Linked DNA regions of Oryctolagus cuniculus: region 1 is linked to region 2. The links are chromatin contacts, called in public Micro-C maps. All regions are on one chromosome and are shown on one strand. Each heading gives the region's core, a stretch centred on a gene start, on an enhancer-like site or on the middle of the called end of the contact. The rest is flanking DNA. Distances are from core to core; before and after follow the strand shown.

What was found. Hi-C and Micro-C count contacts between places; a contact is called where the count stands out from the background.
Region 1: a contact with region 2 is called in a Micro-C map of ear pinna, with 2.6 times the contacts expected there. The contact joins the promoter of CCDC102A here to the enhancer-like site in region 2. A contact is called at or near these places in 3 of 6 Hi-C or Micro-C datasets (ear pinna, skin fibroblasts and an unstated tissue).

Annotation. Positions count from the first base shown.
Region 1 is chr18:41,070,916-41,073,615 of mOryCun1.1, reverse strand. It overlaps CCDC102A (coiled-coil domain containing 102A), which reads left to right and starts at 1,289. Exons shown (of 9, transcript XM_051846800.2): 1 at 1,289-1,529.
Region 2 is chr18:40,901,778-40,904,477 of mOryCun1.1, reverse strand. No RefSeq gene overlaps it. Among named protein-coding and RNA genes, the nearest start is that of PLLP, 14 kb to the right of the region's middle. Within about 2 kb of position 1,302, at least 5 of the 8 cell types and tissues checked have an H3K27ac peak or open chromatin away from gene starts, as enhancers often do. A contact at or near this core is called in ear pinna, where this site is marked.

The DNA.
Region 1 (2,700 bases), core at 40-2,539, 170 kb before region 2:
AGCAGGTGCAGCCCTGCACGGAAGACACGAAGCAAGTGAACGGACAAGCAGAACTGCGGGTCTTGCAAAATGCATGCTATCTCGCCAAATTCTCAGAAGCAGTATCAGAGGAACAGGGCAGCCACCGGCCACAACATCTGGGAAGGAAGTGGCCAAGCCCTCCCAAGGAGAACCACTGCCCCACTGAAGCGCGCAAAGTGACCCTTGGGGCTTGGGGAGGCCGTTGAAGACTTCTCCTTGCTGCAGGAACATGAGGTCAGAAGGGAAGGATGATCTCTCCTGGACTTTGTTGAGGAAACAAAGACTTCAAACATCAGCATTTGACACCAGTTCTCCCTTCACTCTAATGGGTCCTTGGCCGCAGTTAGGATCTGCTGTGGGCTAGGAGTGGTATCACGCACGGCTCAGCAGACTAAGCCTGCTTCCCAGGTCGGCAGGCATCCCATATCGGTGCTGGGTCCAGGCCCACTCACTCCACTTCGGATCCAGCTCCCTGCTAATCCGCCTGGGAAAGCAGTGGAGGATGGCCCAAGTCCCTGCATCCACGTGGGAGACCTGGCAGAGGCTCCTGGCCCAGCCGCAGCCCCTGTAGCCAGCTGGGGAATGAACCAATAGCCGGAAGATATCTCTGACTGCCCCTAACTCTGGCTTTCATATAAAAAAATATTTAAAAAAGAAAGGAGCTATTGGTAACCTAGGGTAAAACTAACTTACCTTCGTAATGTTTCATTTCTTTTTCTAGGCAAAATCTCAATCTATCAATGTTAGGACCTCGTTTTGGGGAGGGGTCTTTTAAACATGTCCACCTCAGGCGGCCTTCCAATGGACAGGATGGGGGGGGGACCTCAGACACCCTCTTCCTTGCCAGGACTGCAGCCACTCTACCCCCAAACAGAGGGAACCCCAAAACAGCTAGACGCCCGGGGTCCTCCAAGCCTCACTGCACACGGGAGTCTGCGGCGGCCGCCTCAGGTGCCCCACCACGAGCTGCGTGGGTCAACTCTGCGGTTTTGCAAATGGGGAAACTGAGGCCGGCTGAGGCCACAGGCCTGCGGGCCCGCGTCCTTTCGGTGCGGACAACAGAAGTGGGCTTGGGAAGCGCGCCCCACGTGTGGAGCCCGGGACCCGCCTGGAATGTCGCCGGCGCTCCGGGAAACCTGAGGCGGGAACGCCGAGCCCCCGCGGGCCCCCGACCCTGCCTCCGGTCCCCCCCCCCATCCCGGCCCCCACGCAGGGGTGGGGCCTCCGCAGGGTCTGCTTGGCTCTCCAGCTCGGGCCGCGCCCCTCGCCCCGAAGCTGGGCTACGAGGCCCACAAGTAGCCGGGGTCACCGCGGGGCCACAGCGGTGCTCGCGCCGGGGCCCCGCTGCGCCCGCCCCGCCGGCTCCCCTCCTTCCCCTCCCCCCAGGAGGGAGGAGGAGACTCCGCGGCCCTCCCTCGGCCCTCCCGGCGGCAGCCGCAGCCAGCCCCGTGCCCACTCCACCCAGCCCGGCGGGTAGGACGTCCGGAGCCCGCCAGTCCCGGCTCGAGGTGAGCGGGGGCGGAGGGCGCAAAGTCACCGCGGCTCGGGAAGTCGCTGCGGACCGCGCACCTTCCGCGGGAGGGGAGGGGTTAAGTTGGGGGGAGGCGTGCTGGAGGAGCGGGAGCCAGCGGGGCGCCCGCGGCAACCCCCAAACTTCGAACGGAACTTTCTAGCCCTCTCCTTTGGCACAGGCGGCTCTTGGGGGGGGGATCTCGAGCCCCGGGCCAGGAGGGGCTGCCGGGCGGCTGGGGGAGGGGGCCGCCCTTGGAATGCTGCGGGCTGGCGGCGGGAGGGGGCGGCGGGCGGGGGCGGAATTTGGAACTCTCCCGGGGGACCCAACGTGGTCACCATGGCGAGCGCGGGATGGACAGGAGGAGTTGGCCAATCAGAGCACGATACCACCGCCCCAGACCTGTGGTGGCTGCCAATGGGGGCGCACCAAGGAGGAGGTGGGCGGGACTGCCCCGCGCTGGACGGAGGGCCCGCCGCCCGCCGCCCGCCGATAGGTGGAGCCGGGCGGCTCCTAGGGCCGAGGTGGCCGGGGAGGGGTCGACCAAGTTGAAGGCCAAGGCGATTGAGAGTGATGGGAAGCAGAAGCTGATTTCTGAGTTAGGGCAGGTGGAAGGGCGGCTCCGGGCCAGGAGAGGGGAACGGGCCTCGGTTGTCCCGCCGTGGTGACAGTGCTGTTAAATGGCATCAACCACAAGACCCCTGCCCCATGGGGCTTCAGTTTCTCTACCTTTATGTGGGGTCGCAGCCCCACCGCCACCTCCCAGGAGTGTTGTTGGGAGCGAATTGGTTTGGGTTGGTTCAAGGTCTGCCCACCTGCTGGACAGAACTTTTAGGAATTCCTTTAGTGCCTCGTCCCATCCTATAGGTAGGGAAACCGAGGCCCAGAGAAGGCCAGGGACCCGCAGGGATCACACAACATGTCGATGGCAGAGGGGGAAGGAGCTGGTGAGTAGTTTAAGGAGTTGCTCAGAGGGTTGGGGCTGGAGCAGAACCCCACCCCCCCCGCTGGCATCCGCCTGCCCCTCCCCGCCCCAGCTGGGCTTGTCCCCTTGGCCTGGTGCCTGAGCACCCTGTGTCACAGGTGCCCCCAGGAGCATTGCACTGCAGGTAGTTGTGACCCAGGAGGGGCAGCGTCCAGTCCCAGTACTGGCTCTGCAGCTGGTCTGT
Region 2 (2,700 bases), core at 53-2,552:
TCTAGTAGGGGCACCGGATTCTGTCCCGGTTGCCCCTCTTCCAGGCCAGCTCTCTGCTGTGGCCAGGGAGTGCAGTGGAGGATGGCCCAAGTCCTTGGGCCCTGCACCCCAGACGGTGATGGCGACAGCTTAGTTACGTGGGTCCCTGCTGCTCAGCGGGGAGAGCTAGTCTGAGTCCGGCTCCCACCTTCTGCCTGGTCCAGCCCTGGGTGTGATGGGCATTTGAGGAGTGAATCTATTTTTCTCTGCCTATCAAATAAAATGGAAATAACTAAATGCAACTTAAAATGGAAAACAAAAACAAAAACATTTTAAAAAGATTGTTTCCTGATACACCCTATTCCTAGTACCTGAATAGCATTTGATTTTATTCTTCTTGTTTTTTTTTTTTTTAATAGCTATTTATTTATTTGAAAGGCAGAGCTACACAGAGAGAGGGAGAAGGAGAGAGAGAGAGATCTTCCATCTGCTGGTGCTGGTTCACTCCCCAAATGGCCCCAAAGGCCAGGGCAGGCCAAGCTGAAGCCAGCAGCCTGGAACTCCACCCAGGACTCCCATGAGGGTGGCAGGGGCTCAAGCACTTGACCATCCTCTGCTGCTGTCCCAGGAGCTTTAGCAGGGAGCTGGACTGAAAGTGGAGCAGCTGGGACGCCAACCAGCGCCCACATGGGATGCTGTGTGGCAGGCCCCTGTCTCTGACCCTTTCTTTTGCCTTGGCTCCATGTTGAATGCGTCTTGAGAGCAGAGTCTGTTTTGTTCACAGCATTTAGAACATAGCAAGCCCCTCATCGGTGTGCACAGACCACCTTCCCAGTGCCCAGTGTGTGTTTTAGAAGAGTCTGTGCTAAACCTGGAGGAGTTCACTCTGCCAGACAAGGAGGAGGGGGCCTGTGGGAGGACCAGGACCTCAGCCCACCCCAGGGGCCTGCATCATCCGGAGCCTGGCCCAGAGGGGCAGGAGAGGTGCGCGCGCAGGTGATGCTCTCTGATACTGTCCCAGGCAAGCGCGAGGTTACCAAAGGGTTAATGTGACCCCAATGCTCACACCTTCCGAGGGCGACCCCCCCCAATGCCCTGCTAGAGGGGCAGCACCTGCCTTGTGGCACAGCAAGTCTAGGGCCCAGGATCGGAGGGGGTGGGAGGGGCTGGGAAGTTCCGCAGGGAAGAGGGCCCTCGGGGCCCTGCGGGCTCCTGGTCCCGGCGCCACAGCCGGTGCGTGGGGGAAGTCTGGGGTTAGGGAAGCAGGGGGAGGAAGGGAAGCGAGGAAGGTGCTGCGGGGGCCGGGGCAGCACAGATGAGTCACGAAATGACGGAATGCAGGCAGGAGGAAGCGAGGAAGGAATTCACCCGCGGAGCTTCCCTGCGCGCCTCCTGCACGCCAGGCTGGATCCGGGCACTGGGGACACGGTCACGAGCCGGGCGGATCGGGCTGTGTCGCAGCGGGGCGCCGGCTAGGCCGAGGCCTGAGCGAACAGGCGGCACACGCCAGCAAACGCACGCTGTCTCCTCGCTGCTCGTGGTCTGCGCGCCCGCACACCGAGACGCCTCTAGGCCCGCGCAGGTAGGCGGGCGTGAGTGCCACCTGCAGAGAACACCGAGGGACAAGCGCGCGGGAACGCAAGGGCACCGCAGGCGCGCAGCTGTCAGAGCCGGCGCGCCAGGGAAGGCCTACAGTTTGAGGCGTAGTCCCTGGGTCCACGGCCTTGCAGCGCCTCCTGCAGACCACGCGCGCCCTCTACCGCAGTGTTGCCTCGCCCCGCCCCCGGCGGCCCTCTCGCCCCGCCCCTCTCCAGCACGTTCGCCTGGCTCCGCCCATGCCATACAGAGAACGTGCGTTCCGTTGCTCACTACGCATGCGCACGCTATGAAAATTCCGAAGAGGCTCGCTTGCGCGCCCTGGAGCAAGCAGTCAGGATGGCCGAGCGGTCTAAGGCGCTGCGTTCAGGTCGCAGTCTCCCCTGGAGGCGTGGGTTCGAATCCCACTTCTGACAAAAGCTTGATTTTTTTTTTCCGTGCTTTTCTTGCTAAGCAGCGGCAAGCAAGTGAGGGAATCCCTTTCGCCTTTTTAATACTGTTCTGCCGCTTTCACAAGTCCAGCAGGAATCTCCAGTAGCAGACGTGTTCTGCTTAAAGACTTTGGACTGTAAGAAGAATGGCCCGCCTCTGTAGAGCCGCCCTGTCTCCTGCTCAGTGTAGCCCAGCGTACGCACTCCACTGGCTTTTGCGTCTTAGACAGAAAATGGGCAAAAGCATATTGTCAGAAGTGGGATTCGAACCCACGCCTCCAGGGGAGACTGCGACCTGAACGCAGCGCCTTAGACCGCTCGGCCATCCTGACTTCCTGGAAAGGCGGCCGTGGGACCAGGTGTCGTGGCTGGAGCCCGGCCGAGCCGAGCCGCGTCGGAGCCCCGACCGCGCCGCCGGCCCAGAGCCCCCAGGAAGCGCCTCGACTTACCGGCCTTCCCGAGCGGGCCCCGTCGCGTCCCTGACCCCGTCGGTGTTCCCCGTGAAATCAGAGATGGGCTTCCCTCGCGAGGACGGACCGAGAGAACACCCGCTAGCCGGCGCGCTGAGCCTGAGGAGGCGGCGGCGTTACCCGCGCCCCCAACCCCGGCGGGAGGGCCGGGAGCGGGGTCCCGTGGGAAGCGGTGCGGTGGCTGCGCCCCGTGGCGTCCCGGCGGGGTGCGTGTGTGGGTGCTC